Linked DNA regions of Mus musculus: region 1 is linked to region 2. A link is a contact called in public ChIA-PET data. All regions are on one chromosome and are shown on one strand. The core of a region is the stretch at or near the end of the contact, and the rest is flanking DNA. Distances in the headings are between cores, read along the strand shown. Region 1 has its middle 43 kb from the start of Cdadc1. Region 2 has its middle 37 kb from the start of Phf11a.

Region 1 (2,730 bases), core at 4-2,503, 290 kb after region 2:
CTAAGCTTTCGACTTTTTTTTTTAAATTGGAAATAGATTTTTATCATATATTATAATTATGATTTCATTCTCTAGCTCCTCCCAGCTCCTCCCCACCTTCCCATACTCCAAAATCCACATCTTCCCCCCCCCCATTCGAAAACAAACAGCTATCTAAGAAAAAAAAAGGAACAAAGAAAGAAAATAAGATAAAATAAAAACCAACCTGACTAGGACAAAACAAACAATGCACTCCTTCTGTAGTTGAATCTCAACTAGTTGGAAGAACCATTCACATCATGGCTACACACTAGATGGTGCTGTTCACATACAAAGTCCAACACAGAGAAGTCTAGAGACAGAAAGCTCCAGGCTTGAGGGAGGAATGTGAGACGGCTATGTGGAGAGACAGCTAAAGGCGGAGAGTTCTCATTGAGGTGACGGGAATTTTTGAACTAATTATGGCAGTGCTTGCACATATCCGCAAATTAACACACTAAAATTGTTGAAGTATTCATTTAAATGGGCAAACCAGCTAGTGTGTGAAATCGTAATAAAACTGTTCAAATTGTTGCCACAGACTCACTGTGCTTTGTCTGCAGAGGGACTGACACCGGGGTTGCACAGACTACACAAGCTCTACCACTGAGCTGCATCGCTGCCTTGTGACCCCTGTTATCTCTTGGGTGCTTTCTGTGTTATCTGATGCTATTCGTCGTGAATCTTCATGCTACATATTATTCCATGCACTGTACCAGACAACCCCAGCAGAGTCTGGTGTACCTCTAAGTCAACAGAGTATACAGAAGTGTTGGTGCCCACCCATGATCCTCTCCTTGTGAGCACACCTGGAATGTGAATGGTTGCTCATCTTTCTGAGGTTTGCTATTCTCTGATGCCGTCCCAGCAGCACTAGGGAAAGTTCTCTGTTCCTGCATTGTTTCCTTGCTTCTCCACCCTCTAAGTGAGTCTGATTCTCTTCTTGGCTCCTCTTTAGAAGGCCTTCCTGGGCGAGACACATTCTAGACACATCATGTTTTAGAGGTCTCTCCTCCTGACTCTCGGGCAACAGGCACATTTTAATCCTTGACCATAATCCCAAACTCTTGATTTTAAACCAATGGGCCATGCCTCCAGGTGACAGACTGTGTTAGTAACTTTCCCTCGCTGTCACTAAATGACTGAGGAAAACAACAGGAAGGAGGAAACGGTTACTGTGGCCTGCTCTGTCTGGCCCTGTGCGTTTAGGTATGTCACAGTGAGGCAGAAATGTGATGAAAGGAAATGGCTTCCCTCACAGTCACCAGGAAGCAGAGAGAGATTGTGTGGGGTCGGGGTAGGGTAAAGACGCACAATAAATCTTTCCCGGGCGCGCCTCCCTCAGTGACCTACTTCCTTCCACAGGCACTTCCTCCTACAGTTTGCACCAGCCTGTCATGACCCCATCCATGGATGAACCCATTGATGAGATATCAGCACCCCATGATCCAGTCATTTCCAGGAGAAAGTCCTACCTGCCACTGCAAGCCTGCCACCTGAGTTTTTAAGAGACACTTCCTGTCCAAACCTCAGAACCTCCCGACTTCTGATACCCACACTGCCACTCTGGCCCCAGGACACACAGACAGATGTCCTGTTTCAAAGCCCTGTTTGCCTTGGTTGCATTAGGCATCAGTGTCTCATTCGCGTTTTAATTCGTTCAGTGCAGCCCAAGTTAAAACCCTTCCCTTCTGCACCTCGCCCAGCCCAAGCCCTGCTTCTGTCCCTGGACACTTGTTTAAGTGAGTCAGCATGGAGTGTTCTCTCTTTTCGGCTGGAGGAGCCCCACAGCTCACCCTTGCTGCCCTCCCACCTCCTGAGGTCCTCTTTCCAGGCCTTCGGGGCTCTGAGATTGCCAGATGCAGCAGGTCACCTTCTGCAGTGGTTCGGGTCCTATGTGCATCAGACACACACAAATCTACCCAGCTACAGCCTTTCTTTTTTGACAGTCTTATGTATCCCAAGCTGGTCTCAGATGCTCTGTGTAGCTTAATGCAACTATAAACTTCTGACCCTCGCTTCTTGACACCTGTCGGCAGTGCTGAGGATTGAACCTAAAGCCTCATGCATGTTAGGGAAGTACTCTTATTAACTGAGCCACATCCCAACCCAGAGGCAGCCTCCTGTCACAGCGCTGTCTTCTTTTACCTCCTACAGGCCTCACCTTCCTCCATCCTACATCTCAGTAACAGCACACCTCATGCTCCACCCTCACGTGTCTTGATCGGCTGACTTTAGAATCGGTCGATCCTGGTGACTTCATCCCCACGGCTCCTGAGGACTCGAGACCTCGGAGCTCACGATGCAGCTGCCTGTCAGTGGGTTACAGGCTCTCACGGGTCTGGGGTTTGGACAGAACTGTGCCTTGCCTTTCTTTTCCTCAATTCAGAATCCTGGTGTAACCCTGCACAAATCAGTTTCTCTTCCAAAAGGCCCCTCCTTCAACTTCTGGGACATGCTGCCCCCTGCTGGCTGAAATAAACAATGCTATCTTTATTGGAGTACTGGGGGACTCTTAGTTAACAGATCTGTGTGGCTAGGCTGAAACTAAATCACTGATCAAGTGACTGCCTGTCAGGAGTCTACCGGGCCTACTCATTAGGAGCAAAATTGACAAGGTGCTTATCACGCTGCAAGATTGGGTTAAATATATCCACGGGTCAGAACCACAGTCCCATTTTAAGTCCTCAAACAAAATTCCTAAGCAGGGGT
Region 2 (2,994 bases), core at 399-2,898:
TTTTTTCCATCTTTTCTATGATTGGACTGTCACCTAGAAATAACATCCAGGTTAAAACAGAAAAGCATTTTATGGCCTTGCTAGTTCAGACAAGTTCTAGTTCTTCCTAGAATCAGACAAGGCCCTGTTCTTAGGACAGTCTTAACTCCTGGACCAATCACGAATCAACAATCTCACCAGTGAAAAGCCGCACCTCTTGTGTGGTGCAGCCTCTGCTCAGTGCTGAGGACCAGTGAGAGAAACAGAAACATAGCAAGCCACAAGGTTGGCTATGGTGTGACTGAAAAACTTCTAGAGGCCTTACTGAAATGAATAAAACATTTAGAAATTCTCTGATGATGTCTGAGAGCTGCACATATCTACGGGCAGAGACAGGACTGGAGAGCAAAGGTTGATTCCATGTATATACATACATACATACATACGCATATACATACATACGAGAAAATAGAACAACGGTTCAGTAAACAGGAGCTCTTATGCATATTTGCAGAGGGCCTTGGCTCAGTTCCTACCACCTACATGATGAGCTATAACCAAGTCAAAAGCTCCATCCAGGGGGAATCCTATGCTGCCTTCTCCATACAATACAGCATCAAGAACACATGTGATATACAGATATTTATGTAGGCAAGACAGTCATACACAAAATAAACCTCAAGAATATACTAGTTGCAGGATAGTTAAAGGCTGAAATAAATCACTACTCAACTCTAAATTTGGCTGCAGACATCTCTACCAAGTGGGTGAGTATAATGGATCCTTGGGTTGTTTCAGGGATGGAAGCATGCTTTTGTTGAAAATGGTGGCTTCCCTTGAGCAGTGATCACTTCTATCCCTGTTGCTTGAAAGGCCTGAAAAGGTTTAGCATTAGTACCTTCCTATTGTATCTGTATTTCCTGCTTTGACTTTTGGGCCAGGTTTCTCCTGGAGAGAGAGGATTGGGGCAGAGCTGTGCTAGCCTGTCAACACCAGTATTCAAGTTATCCCTGCTGTCCTCCGTGCATTACTTCTGCTTCTTTACCCCAATAAGATTTCTTTTGCATTCTTGAGTTCATCATTTTCTAGATTGATCCAGAAGCCTGTGGGCCGCAAACCTGACAAAAGCCTGGATTGTGATTCTCTCATGATAGGAGAAAACCATCTCAAGGAGATTCCCACCATGGGATGATCCTTAAAACATCAGCCTGCACAACACAAAATTTCAGATACTGAAGTCTACTCGCAACACACAACCCTAGTCAGTTTGTCAGTATTGTCAGTTTTCTCCAATTGTCTTCAAAGACTGGGGCCTCCGTTCCAGGTTTCCAGCATCCACAATAGAGTCTACCTTTCCTTCCCAACAGCATGTCTTGAGTATTAATTTTACAATGTAGAACCCCCAGTCCTATGAATCATGGACAGAATAGCTTTTAGCTTCCCGAGGTCCCCAGTGCCTACAGATTTCCCAGATGCTGTGAGCCCCAACCCACCCTCAGCAGTGTCCTGCAGTCTCCCTGGAGAGAAGTGGAGTGTGGGACCTTCCTGCCGACCTGAAACTTAGAACTCACCATTGGGAACTGGGTTAGAACACCCTGGCTTCTCTTGGGCCATGGCTGGGTGGGGACTTGCGGTCCTTGAAGTGCCTCTGTGAGTTTTGAGGTTCTAGTTTCTTTTTCTCTAAATGTGGGTGGAGACTGCAAACAGCAATCTGAGAGGAAGTGCAAGTTGAGGGCAGTGTGCTGGCACGTTTTCAACTCTGAGAAGTCATTTTAAAAGTGCTCTAAAAGTGATGTAATAAAGCACAGGTCCAAAATAAGTCAGGGGAGGAAAGGCTCCATTTGAGCTATGTGGGCCTGTGGACCATGAGAGGTAGCCTGGTACTTGGTTGAGACAAGGCTAGAAGCCCTGAGGACCCTGAAGGGTCTATAGAAGCTTTACCTGCTCCTGGGCACCAGGCTCCTATCACTAGCCACAGCCCCCTATACATTTATGGCCATCAGTCACATAAGGGAAATACACCAAGCCCCCTTCATTTAGAAAAAACAAAACAGTGACCTGTGGTCATATAGGCTTACAACAGATCTCCATGCTAATGAGGTACCGAGAGGCCTTGAGGACATAGCCAATAAGCTTTCCTTCCCAGATATTCCTCCCTGCAAAAGGTATTTCATCTCAGGCCACCCTGAGAAGTGGGGTATGGTTTTACACACCCCCTTTGCACCATGGCAATAAATGATTCAGAACCATAGACTAGCTCTTTTCATCGGGATCCGCCTTAGGAAGTCATGGAGAACTCCTTTGCCTACAGAGCCACTGTCTAATCTCTCATAGAAGGTCTCTCTGCTCCCAGACATAACCTCCTCTAAGCCAACCACCTTCAAGCCAAGGACTCTTCCTGTGGGACCACCCGGAGCTCCCCACTTTTTCCCCCAGGTCCCAGGCTAGATCTAGCCCATGGTCCCAGATTCCGTTCTCAGCTCTCCTTGAACTGCCAGCAGCGCCTGGGTGTCCACACCCTGGGAACTCCACCACAGCAGCAAATTCCAAGACCTGGGCACTCCTGAACCAGCTCCAGCTGTCTCTTACCTTAGACTGCCTTTTCCCATTCCGAGTCATGTCCCTAAGGCCCAACACCGGCAGGGCCACTTCGTGAGGCAAGCCCAATCAAACATTTCAAGTTCTGTCTCCCCAAGCTGCTGTCTGGCTCTGTGGTAGGTCGGACATGGGACCTACAACACTACAGGACTACAAGTTGCAGTCACCATCCAGAGAACAAGGAAGAAAGCAGGAGCAGGGAGGCTTTCTGCCTATTTCCCTGGCTCTCTAGACCTGCTGTGCAGTACAGTCCACAACCACCTGCCCCATGCTGCTGCTGTACATAAAGGACTGTGCCTTCCTCCACCAATGAGCAGTCAGGAAAATACCACACAGGCCACTCTGATGGAGGCAAATATGGAGAAGGGTTCTCTTCCTAGTTGTGTGACGTCCACAACCACAATAGCCATCAAACAG

Evidence for each region. ChIA-PET counts read pairs in DNA pulled down with a chosen protein or histone mark.
Region 1: an RNA polymerase II ChIA-PET map of memory CD8 T cells shows a contact between it and region 2, with 5 times the contacts expected there. The contact joins two enhancer-like sites. A contact is called at or near these places in 1 of 15 datasets of contacts at CTCF or cohesin (stem cell-derived epiblast-like cells), 3 of 484 Hi-C or Micro-C datasets (the G1E-ER4 cell line, cortical neurons and uterus), 2 of 115 datasets of contacts at active chromatin or transcription factors (embryonic stem cells and memory CD8 T cells) and 2 of 9 other capture datasets (embryonic stem cells and macrophages).

What each region holds. Positions count from the first base shown.
Region 1 is chr14:59,553,883-59,556,612 of GRCm38.p6, forward strand. No RefSeq gene overlaps it. Among named protein-coding and RNA genes, the nearest start is that of Cdadc1, 43 kb to the right of the region's middle. Within about 2 kb of position 1,254, at least 54 of the 459 cell types and tissues checked have an H3K27ac peak or open chromatin away from gene starts, as enhancers often do. A contact at or near this core is called in memory CD8 T cells, where this site is marked.
Region 2 is chr14:59,258,588-59,261,581 of GRCm38.p6, forward strand. It overlaps the pseudogene Phf11. Among named protein-coding and RNA genes, the nearest start is that of Phf11a, 37 kb to the right of the region's middle. Within about 2 kb of position 1,649, at least 63 of the 459 cell types and tissues checked have an H3K27ac peak or open chromatin away from gene starts, as enhancers often do. A contact at or near this core is called in memory CD8 T cells, where this site is marked.